2 separate regions of the Sus scrofa genome follow, and region 2 is linked to region 1. Evidence: chromatin contacts called from public Hi-C data. All regions are on one chromosome and are shown on one strand. Each heading gives the region's core, a stretch centred on a gene start, on an enhancer-like site or on the middle of the called end of the contact. The rest is flanking DNA. Distances are from core to core; before and after follow the strand shown.

The links. Hi-C and Micro-C count contacts between places; a contact is called where the count stands out from the background.
Region 2: a Hi-C map of omental adipose tissue shows a contact between it and region 1, with 2.7 times the contacts expected there. The contact joins two enhancer-like sites. A contact is called at or near these places in 1 of 5 promoter capture datasets (liver), 15 of 47 Hi-C or Micro-C datasets (alveolar macrophages, embryonic fibroblasts, epiblast stem cells and 7 more) and 1 of 2 datasets of contacts at active chromatin or transcription factors (skeletal muscle).

The regions. Positions count from the first base shown.
Region 1 is chr3:53,311,512-53,316,870 of Sscrofa11.1, reverse strand. It overlaps NPAS2 (neuronal PAS domain-containing protein 2), which reads left to right. Exons shown (of 21, transcript XM_021087167.1): 16 at 1,909-2,055. Among named protein-coding and RNA genes, the nearest start is that of RPL31, 19 kb to the right of the region's middle. Within about 2 kb of position 3,245, at least 8 of the 83 cell types and tissues checked have an H3K27ac peak or open chromatin away from gene starts, as enhancers often do. A contact at or near this core is called in omental adipose tissue, where this site is marked.
Region 2 is chr3:53,522,625-53,528,722 of Sscrofa11.1, reverse strand. No RefSeq gene overlaps it. Among named protein-coding and RNA genes, the nearest start is that of NPAS2, 35 kb to the right of the region's middle. Within about 2 kb of position 2,127, at least 8 of the 83 cell types and tissues checked have an H3K27ac peak or open chromatin away from gene starts, as enhancers often do. A contact at or near this core is called in omental adipose tissue, where this site is marked.

The sequences.
Region 1 (5,359 bases), core at 1,996-4,495:
GGGATAGAGACTGAGGGAATGCAGGTCAAGTCGTTGTAAAGGAGGAGGAGTTCCTGTTGTGGCGCAGCAGAAACAAATCCAACGAGGATCCGTGAGGTTGCAGGTTCAATCCCTGGCCTCGCTCAGTGGGTTAAGGGTCTGGCATGGCCGTGGCTGTGGTGTAGGCTGGCAGCTGTAGCTCTCATTTGACCCCTAGCCTGGGAGCCTCCATATGCCACAGGTGTGGCCCTAAAAAAAAAAAAAAAGGAGGAGAGGGTGGGGGACAGTAGGAAGGGAAGGGGAAGGAGGAGAAGATAAAAGAGCAGAAGCCCCAGTCCAGCAAATGCACTTTCCCTGATAACTGTGGGTCATGGACAGCCCCCCGATTGCTTGGAGTGGGCAGGCAACCCAGGGAGTGCCAGCGTCACCTCGCATCTCACCATCCCCTACTCTGCTCTCCACACGTGTCCTACAAGGAAAATACCTTGTGTTGAGGCAGACAGGTGACATGGGGCAGAGGTCACCTTGGAGGTCTTCCTAAAGCCAGCCTCCATCCCAGGAAGGAGTCAGGAGGGGGAGGCAGGGGACGTTTGTGCTCTTGTGCATGGCAGGTGTCAGTGTCCCTGTGTGTGGTCACCTCTACCAGCATATGGTACCCCTAGCGTGAATGGAAAGATTAGACTTCTCCTTAGCGTTTTTCTTTTAACATGGCCGTACCTGCGACATGTGGAAGTTCCCCGGGGCCAGGGATTGAAGTGGAGCTGCAGCCACAGCAATGCCAGATTGGTAACCCACTGAGTGAAACCAGAGATCGAACCCACATCCTTGCAGAGAGCAGGTCCTTAAGCCAATGAGCCATAAGGGGAACTCCTCCCTAGCTCTTTTTGATGCACATTTCCAAGAGGTGCGAGGCAGCAAGAGAGCCAGAGGAACGTGAGGAAGGGCGACAAGACTTCCGTGGGCCCAGGCGGTTTTGGAGCACTATCAAGTGGTTTGTGAATTGTTCCATAAGAGCCCCACTTGCCAGGACCAGATTTAGAACATTGATAGGACCCAGAATTACATGTGAAGCTGTCACAGGCAGATTGTCATTTGCATGTCAATTGGATGATGAGAGAAAAAAAGGGAGGGGGGCTCTCTGATGCTTTGCTTTTTTGTGTGTGTGTGAGATATAGTTGATGTACACTATCGTGTAAGTTACAGGTATACAACATAGTGATTCATGATTTTTAAAGGTTATTTTCTATTTCTATTATAAAGTACTAGCTTTATTCCCTTTGCTGTACAGTATATCCTTATAGCTTATTTAGTTTACACGTTTGTACTGTTTAATCTCCTACCCTCATCTTGCCCCTCTCCCTCCATTGGTAACCACTAGCTTGTTCTCTACATCTGTGGGTCTGCTTCTTTTTTGTTATAGTCACTAGTTTGTTGTATTTTTTTAGGTTCCACATATAAGTGATATCATGCAGTATTTGTCTTTCTCTGGCTGATTTTTTTCACTTAGCCTAATGCCCTCCAAGATCACATCATGTTGCAAATTCTGGTACCCTGCTTTTGACACTCCTTCCTCTCCAAAACCAACTGTCCGTCCAACCCAATTTGGAATATCCGCTTATAAGCTCTGCGCTGCTTACAAAATCATGTCCCAATTCTGTAGCCCTCCCAGTCTGCAGCACAATAACTTAGACCTGCAGATTCCGGTGGGCTTGAGAGACCCTTGGGATGGCTAGTCCTCATCCCAAGCCCCTGCTCACTGGCGGGCAAGCCCCCCTGCCAACTGTGGGTCATTCATTAGGGATGCTGAAAAAGATGGGTAAGGGACCGGAAATGAAAGTGCTCAGCACTGCTCAGAGCAGCAACAGCAGCATCTGTCTGCAAGGCTGAAATAGCTCTTTCATCTGGTTGTTTTTTGACCCCACCCTCAAGTTTTCAGCACAGCTCAGCATGTTCCAGACTATCAAAGACCAGCTGGAGCAGCGGACGAGGATCCTGCAAGCCAACATCCGGTGGCAGCAGGAAGAGCTCCACAAGATCCAGGAGCAGCTCTGCCTGGTCCAGGACTCCAACGTCCAGGTGATGCCCCCTCCCTGGGCCAGTGGTCCGCCGAGCTCTGTCCACCCTTTCAGGGCAGGCAGGACTTCCTCCAAAACCTCTTTCTGCTGCCTTTCTGAGCCCTGCCTGCCAAATGTATGGAAACATCCACCAGCCAAGTAGGAGGGAAAAAATCCCACCTCCTCCATCCCCAGCTCCCAGCCATGTGACATTCATGACATCCTCTTCACCCAGCCTCACTCTGCTGGGCACATTATTTCCTGCATCACCTGCACTTTCGTTCATGTGTTTGGTAATTGGTCACCCTGCACTGACACCAGCCTGGATCCAAGCCATCCCATTTGTGGCATGCCATTTGGGGCATTCTGGGTGCTTTTTTTTTTTTTTTTTTTCACAGCCTTTTTACTGGCTGTGCCTCTGGCATATGGAGGTTCCCAGACTAGGGGTTGAGTCGGAGCTACAGCTGCTGGCCTACACCACAGCCACAGCAACATGGGATCCAAGCCACTTCTGTGACCTCCACCACAGCTCATGGCAATGCCGGATCCCCAAGCCACTGAGCGAGGCTAGGGATCAAACCCACAACCTCAAGTTTCTTAGTCAGATTTGCTTCTGCTGCAAGCCACAAAGGGAAATTCTGTGTGTTCTTAACTGTGCTTAACTCCAGCTGCTTTTAACTGCGACCCACCCAACCCTCAGATATCACTTCTTTGAATCTTTTCCAGAGATTCTTTTTGGAGGAAAAAATTTATATCTTATATAAAATATTTATATATTTAGCTTTCAAGGATAATTTTTTTTTTAAACCAATTTTGCTTAAGTCAGTCCAGGGCTATATTTTTCGCCAAAGTGCATTCTTTTGACCCCGCGTAATATAGCCCACCTTGGAGTCTGCCCTGAGAGAGGTAAGCACTGGCATCCACTTAGGGGAGATAGACAGAAGCAGAAGAGACCCCTGGGGGAAGTGGCTGGAGCTCCGGCACTGCTGTTCCCACTTCCTCACCATCCAAATAGAAACACCCCACGTTCGCAGCCCTGAGCTGAGGTAAATGCAGGATGGTGCGGAGGTGTGGGAGGCAGAGAGATGCCTAGAGCAGCCCTCTCGCCCTGCCCTCCCTGAAGGCGAAGAGCCCAGCCAAGCCCCATACCTGCCGCCATGCTCACAGGTGCGCTTGCGCACCGCTGAACCACCCCGCCACGCCCACAGCCCCGCGCTCCGCCCACAACCCTGTGCTCCCCCCACCGCCGCAGGGACACTTCCAAATTGCCCCAGATTGCGGAGGGAGAAGACTGCCGCATTTATGTGAAAAGATATGCAGTCATCAAGGTGTTAGTTGTTGCTTATTTCCCAACGGGCATATTTTATCACGGATCCTGGGTCCAAGGCTAGAACTCCTGAATCCATTTACTTGAATGGAATTTTTACACTAACAGGAAGGGGGCATTAAGCCAGGAACTGCTAAAATCAAGGTAGGCAGCTGAACATCCGGCTCAGAGCCCAGACTTTTCTCTTTTCCACATGAAAGCTGAAGTCTAAAATGTCAGGGACACGAGGCTATCTCTTTCACTCCTTGGCCTGAAGGGCTATATACTTTTTCTTCCTCATGACAAGTGCAATTTGTGGACCCCCAAGTCTAGAACCAGAGTTTTGTAAGGGATGAACGTGGGAACCAGGCCCCAGTTGTCCCTCCCACATGACCTTATCTTTGCAGTGGAATTTTCCAGCGAACTTGGAAAAACCACAGATCATCAAACCAGAGAGCAAGTCCTCAAAGAGTCTTTCTTCATGTTTGTGCAGGTTTAAGGGTTTAAAGAAATACCTTCCAAAATATTTAGCCAAAATATGTTAAAAAAAAATACCTGAGTCAAGCATAAAGAATAAGCAAGTAAAAATTACCCCACCCCTCCCTCTCCAAAAAGTGGGGGGTAGATTAAATAAGAACAAAATACTGATAATTTCTGAAGTCTAGTAAGGATGCATGGGGTTTCATTATACAATATCTATATTCTGTGCTTATGAAATGTTCTCAGAGTTCCCAATGTGGCTCAGTGGAAACAAATCCAACTAGTAACCATGAGGTTGTGGGTTCGATCCCTGGCCTCACTCATTGGGCTAAGGATCTGATGTTGCCAGTGAGCAGTGCTGTAGGTTGCAGATGCTGTTCAGATCCTGCGTGGCTGTGGCTGTGGTATAGGTTGGCAGCTGTAGCTCCGCTTCGACCCCAAGCCTGGGAACGTCCATCTACCTCTGGCGAGGCCCTGAAAAGCAAAAAAACAAAACAAAAACAAAAACAAACAAAAACCCCACCAAAACAAAACAAACTTATGAAAATGTTCTCTAGTAATAAGTATTTGTAAAGCTAGGCATGTAAGAACAGTGAAAAACCACGTGTGAGTGTAGGATTGGTTTGTTCTGGAAAATTAGAGTATTTTTTTTTCCTTTAGTGACTTTATCCACTTGAAATTAGGGAACTGTGTCTCTCATATTTCTGTATAACTGACCCTGGAGTCCTGTCAACTAGCATCCATAAGGACATGGGCTCAGTGTTAATGAACCCAACTAGTATCCGTGAGGACACGGGTTCAGTACCTGGCCTTGCTAGGTGGGTTAAGGATCTGGCATTCCTACAAGCTGTGGTATAGGTCACAGATGTGGCTCTGACCCCTTGGTGCTCTGGCTGTGGCGTAGGCTGGCAGCTGAGCTGCAGCAGCTCCTATTAGACCCCTAGCCTGGGAATGGCCCACAGGGTGCAGCCCAAAAAAGAAAAAAAAACAAAAAACAAACATTCTTAAGCCATAAAATTCTATACTGTATTGTCGCTAAAGCTGAGGCATGGATGTGCACAGCAGCAAATCTCCCCTGCCTTGCCCACCCCACCCTGAAAAAGTCCTTTGTCCCAACTTCAGTGCACTTTCCTACCTACTCTGTTGGCTTGGAGCTTTTATTTAGATGCTGGCTTCATATAATTTTTTTTTCCCAAAAAAAGATTGGACTATGAGGGAGAGGTTCTTATGGCATCATGGTTGCACCTAGAAGGGTCCTGAAGGGTGCTACAAAGAGCTGTTCTGCTGAAAAGCTGTTACCATTCCGCCCCCACCCCCAGCCCCCGAAGTCTGTGCCAGGCTGCTTCTTAATTTATTTTTGAGAGCATTTGCGCCCTCTACTGGCGACTCAAAGAAATACCTAGAAGGACACCTGTGATGTCCTCAAATCAGTATTGGTTCTTCCATCCATCCCTCCATCCTTCCATGCATCCACCCATCTGGCAGACACCCATTATGTGCCAGGCACTTGTTTAGGCGCTGTGGGGATACTGAGATAAAA
Region 2 (6,098 bases), core at 878-3,377, 210 kb before region 1:
ACAGAGAAAGTTCTAGTGACAAACTGTGCAGAGAAAGAGTTCATCAAGCAGGCCTGAGACGGTTGTATGTGGAAAGGCCTACTTGCAAGGCTGGTCCTCCGTGGTGTCTGGGAACTTGGCTCCTGGAGTGTCCCTGTTTAACTGCTGAAGGTGGCTCCCTGGGCCTCCTCTTTTTGCAATCTATGCTGCTTCTGCTGAGCACCTGCTTTGCTCCTGGAGGGTGTGGTGTCTGTGCAAGTCGTGGGGCACCTACCTGACCAGCCCCAAGCAAGAATCTCCTGAACGGAGTCTCTAACAGGCTTCTCTGGGCAGAAACATCGCACACCTGTTGCCGGGTTGTTGCCGCTGGGGGCGCTGTACTCTGCAAGCCCTCACAGGCCAAGTGCAAGAGGAAGCCTGCATGGATTCCTCCAGACTTTGCCTGGGCCTGCCCCTTACAGCCCAGCTGTGCTTCCTTCCCACGTTACTGTGACAAATCTTGACTGTGGAAACAAATACAACTGAGTCTGTGAGTTCTTCTAGCAACTCTCCTAATGCAGCCGTGGCCTGGAGGCCTCTCCATAAGCAATGATGCTGTAAAGAAAGAGCATGTGATGTGAAGCAAACAGCAGGAGCCCAGTCAGCGTGGGGACTCCAGCAAAGCCCTCTGGGGGATGTTCTCTGTCCGCTGAGACCCAAAGGAGTTTGGGGGGCAAAGAGCAGGAGAAACGCCCTCCAGGCAGAGGAAGAGCTGGACAGAGGACGAGACAGTGAGTGCCTGGCTCCCTGCAGGGACTGAACCATGTTACACATGGTTGTAGCCAGGCCAGGAGGCCCGGTGAAGTCAGAGCCTCAGACCGACGCTGCTCAAGCGGGGCCCCAGGTCCAAGTGTTGGGATTCATGCGACCAGCTGCTAAGGATGCTGGCAGGCAAGAAACATGATCAGGTCACTTCTTCAAAGATTGTGCTGGAGTTCCCTAGTGGCTCAGCAGGTTAAAGATCCAGCATTGTCACAGCTGTGGCTCAGGTTACTGCTGTGACATAGGTTCGATGCCTGGCCCAGGAACTTCCTCATGCTGCATGCACACTCAGAAAAGGAAAAAAAAAAAAATGGAAGAAAAATTCAAAGCTCATTCTGGCCACCATGCACAGAATGGATTATGAAAGGAGGAGGGAGAAGCAGAGAGAGCAGTGGGAAGGCCAGTCATGGTCCAGGTGAGCCATGAGGGCTGGGGGTGGCCGCAGCTGAGAGGCCAGCTCCAGGGGCATTTTAGGAGGACAGGTCCCGACAACGCCTCCTGGCGTCCCCTCCTGGACACCAGCACTCAGCCCAAGCCATTTCCCCGCCTGCCCAGACCCCAGACTGGACCAGGGCTCGGTCACTCCCCAGGGCTCCCTGTTGGGGGCAGAGCTGGTCTGTGCAAACTGCCCTCGGTGTTAACGTTCTCAGGCTTTGGCAAGTGTAAGATCGGGGTTGCCAGCTGTCCTCAGAAGTATGGTCCTTTATTTTGACATTTCCTTTCTTCCTATTTTTTTTTTTTTTCTGAAGGGGGTCTTTTCATCAACAAAAGCATTAGAATAGTTGATGCAATGAGTTGTACAGGCCTGTGTCCTCACATGGCAAAATAAAGGTGGTGACCCCACTTCCATTCCTTCCCACCCTATTTAAAAATAAATAAATAAAATTAATGGTTTGTGGAAGGTTCAAACTTCTTAACCCATGTGGGACTCTGCCACCTTACCAGCACCCTCCTTTACCTTCCAACATCCTCGTCCCACACCCTGCTTCTGGTTTTTCACTCCAAGTTCTCTTCCGCCAGGCCCTCTGGCCGGGTTGCCTTAACCCTTCGCATCTCTGCTGTCTCACCTGCCTCCTCGAAATCCCCTCCCTCCTCCAGTGGGCGGAGCAGGTGGGCGGAGGGGCGGAGTCTGTTCCTCCCCCTGGGCCAGTTGAGCTCTTCCTGCCTCCCTCCCTGTGCTCCACAGCCTCTATCCTCCTGGCAAAGCTTGCAAAGCAGCAGTCAGTCCTCTAAAGATAAAGTAAGCAGCCATCACAGCCGTTCCTTGGCCAGGAGCACACTAGAACAAAGGCCAGTGACAGGGGTCCCAGGAAGCCAGCCGACAGAGAGAGAATCCCGCTGACCCAGGCCACCTGTCCTGAGCTCTCAGAACACGGTTTATATGATTCTAGGACAGTGGAAATTGTTCTCTGACATAATGGGAGTTATGCAAGATCATAAGAATACATTGCCTTAAAAACACGGATTTCAAGGTATAAATAGCTCACTTTCAGGGGATTAGAAAGAACCTCCAATGTAGGAGTACCTGCCTGCCCGCCCCTAGCACAGCCCACCTGGAAGGCTTCCATTTCCTCAAGGGCCAGTATCATTGTTCTAAGTTAAAGAAAATTTTTTTGGTCTTTTTCAGGGCCGCACCCATGGCATATGGAGGTTCCCAGGCTATGGGTCCAATCAGAGCTACAGCTGCCAGCCTGCACCACAGCCACAGCACCATGGGATTCCAGCCATTTCTGCAACCTACACCACAGCTCACTGCAGCGCCAGATCCTTAACCCACTGAGCGAGGCCAGGGATGGAACCCACAACCTCATGGTTCCTAGTTGGATTCGTTTACTCTGCACCACTATGGAAACTCCCCCTAAGTTAAAAATTTATAAAAATAAGTAAGTGAAAATAATTGATCCATCAACAAGCCAGCAGTGTACAGAGCACTGGGTCCTATGCGGCAGAACACAGATTTACGTTTTTTTAATTTAAAAATGTTTTTAATTTATTTATTTTTATTTATTTATCTTTCTAATGGCCACACTTACAGCATCCTGGGCCAGGAATTAAATCCAAGTTGCAGCTGTGGCAATGCCAGATGCTTTAACCCACTGTGCCATATTGGGGATCAAACCCACACCTCTGCATAGACCTGAACCTCTGTAGTCAGATTCTTAACCCACTGCGCCACAGCAAGAACTCCATTTAAAATTTTTTTTCATTAAAGTATAGTTGATTTACACTACTGTGCCAATTTCTGTGTCACAGCATAGTGACCTAGTCATATGTATGTATATGTATATATATTCCCTTTCTTATGCTATCATGTTCTCTCCCAAGAGATTGGATATAGTTCGCTGTGCTGCAGAGTAAGACCTCATTGCTTGTCTATTCTAAATGTATTAGTTTTTATCTACCAACCCCAAACTCCCCATCCATCCAGCTCTCTCCCCATTCCCCCTTGGCAACCACACGTCTGCTCTCCATGTCTGTGAGTCTGTTTCTGTTCTATAGACAGGTTCATTTGTGCCATATTTTAGAGTCCACATATAAATGATGTCATATGGCATTTGTCTTTCTCTTTCTGCCTTACTTCACTTAGTATGAGAATCTCTAGTTGCATCCATTTTGCTGCAAATGGCATTATTTCATTTTTTTGTGGCTGAGTAATATTCTATTGTGTGTGTGTGTGTGTATATATATATCACATCTTAATTCATGCATCTGTCAATGGACATTTAGGTTGTTTCTATGTCTTGGGTATTGTTGAATAGTGCTGCAGTGAACATAGAGGTACATGCATCTTTTTGAATTATAGTTTTGTCCCAAAATATGCTCAGGAGTGGGATTGCTGGATCATACAGTATTTCTATTTTTAGTTTTCTGAGGGACCTCCATGCTGTTTTCCATAGTGGTTGTACCAGCTTAGATTCCCACCAACAGTGTAGGAGGGTTCCCTTTTCTCCACACCCCCTCCAATATTTGTTATTTGTACTTATTAATGATGGCCATTCTGACTGGTGTGAGGTGGTACCTCATTGTAGTTTTGATTTGCATTTTGTTAATAATTGGTGATGTTGAGCATCTTTTCATGTGCCGATTGGCCATGTGTTCTTTGGAGAAATGTCGAATTCTGCCCATTTTTTGATGGGGTGGTTTGTTTCTTTGTTGTTGAGCTGTACGAGTTGTTTGTATATTTTTGAGATCAAGCCCAGATTTACTTTTAGTTGGGGAGAAAAAAAACTACGTTTTAATAATGCAAAATGAATGTTTATAAAATGTGAAAGTTTAAATAATATAAACGAATATTCTTAAATCCTTCAGCCAGAAGGGTGATGGAGGTATTGTTCTTTGTAGAACTCCACATGAAGACTTAGTGCTAAATTCAACTACAGAGCCAAGAAAGTCGTTTTCTAAAAAAAAAATAAACAAAGCTGCCCCAAATGAGGACGGTCTGGACCAGCCAGCTCCCAGCCCATCAGCATCCCCATGGCTCCAGGGGCTGAGCCTCCCCAGTCTCGGCTGCCTGGCCTGCTCTCCTGTCCCACTGATCCTGCAGCAGTGGGTCCAGTGGTCCCCTCATCCTCGGACTCAGCTGGAGCAAATGCTTCAGGCTTTTCCTTTGCCTCAAGCTGTCTTGGCTCCATGCTGCCCCTCTGTGTGTGTCTCACAACTTGAGGTGGGGAAGCACCCCTCTTTTCTCCCTCCCCAGGGGTCCCCAGCTCCCAGTCACAGGAAAATGGGGCAATCAACCCCTCAAGTGTTCAAACAGAGTCTCCTTTCCTTCCCTTCCTTCTTTTTAACCATTTTATTGTCAAATAAAAATTATACAGAAAACGGCCCAAAACAAATGTGTAGCTGGATGGAGGAAGAGAAGATGACCCACCTCTTCCGCCTCGTGCACTGTCACCCTCTCAGGCAACTGCAGCTCTCCAGAACCATCTTTCTTGGTTCTGCTTTCTCCTGCCCACGCCACAGACATGCTGGGTCCTGTGGCTTCCCGGGGGGCTGAGCCCTTCGGGCTGCATGTGCAGCTCCTACCTGGGCTCAGTCAGGTGGGGGTGGGGAGCCTGGGGTACAGTCGGGCCTGGGGAGCTTGGGGGTGGGAATGCAGTGACCCACCTTCTCCTGCCTGTCCTCACAGAAGAGGGGTCATGGCTGTCTGCCTCCCCACGCTGTGTCTGCCCTCTCAGCTCCTCTCCCACCACCTTAACTAACCTTGGCCTTGGTCCCCTCTGCTGGGGATGAAGCCCCTCCCCCACCTCCAGAGCCACCCCTGCACCTGTCTCTGTGGCTGCCGCCTCCTCCTCCTTGTGGCCTCCAGAGTTTTTCACTCTCACCTGGCAACATAAGTGACCACCTATTTGGATTGACTGGGACAACAATACTTAGCACACTGTCCCTGCAGACATCTTCACGGAGGCCTCTTTGTCCTCAAAATCCTCCAGGCCAGGGTGGTCAGTGGTGTGCCCTGTATTCTATACACAGCAGCCAAGAGGGATCTGCCAAGCACAAAGCAGCTCATGCCCACCCCTGGCTCAAACACACCCACTGGGTCAGCTCTTAGAACAAACAAAAACAAAAGCAAGACACAGAAAACAGCAAACGTTGGTGAGGAGGCGGAGAAGTTGGAACCCTTGTGCCCTATGGGTGGGAATGTAAAACGGCGCAGCCACTGTGGAGACCAGTATGGCGGCTCCTCAAAACCTCAACACAGAATTACCTCATGAACCAGCAATGCCACTTCTGGGTGTAGACCCCAAAGGATTGAAAGCAGCCTCTTGAGAACTTGGCACACCCACATTCATTAGTCACAGCGGCCAAGAGGTAGAAGCAACGCAAGCGTCCTTCACCAGACGGGTAGGTAATCAGAATGTGCTCTATACACACACTGGGGTGTCACTCAGCCTTGAAAGGGAAGGACATTCTGACACGTGTTACAACATGGATGGACCTTGAGGACGTTATGCTCAGTGAAGTAGACTGGTCACAAAAAGGCAAATACTATCCGATTCCATGTACACGGGGTCCTTAGAGTAGTCAGATTCAGGAACAGAGAATGGAGTGGAGGATGCCAGGGCTGGGGGAGGAGCATGGGGCGTCCGTGTTCCATGGGTGCAGAGTTTCTGCAAGAAGAAAAGGGTTCTGGGAGTGGATGGCAGTCATGGTTGCATGGTAACAGGAGTATACTAACTGCCCGTGAATTGCATACTTAAAAGTGATGATGAGGGTACATTTTATGCTGTTTATATTTTACCACGATTTTTTAGAAACTCTCAAAAGGCTTTTCATCAAAACCGGAATAAAATCCATGAATAAAACTGAGATGTTAG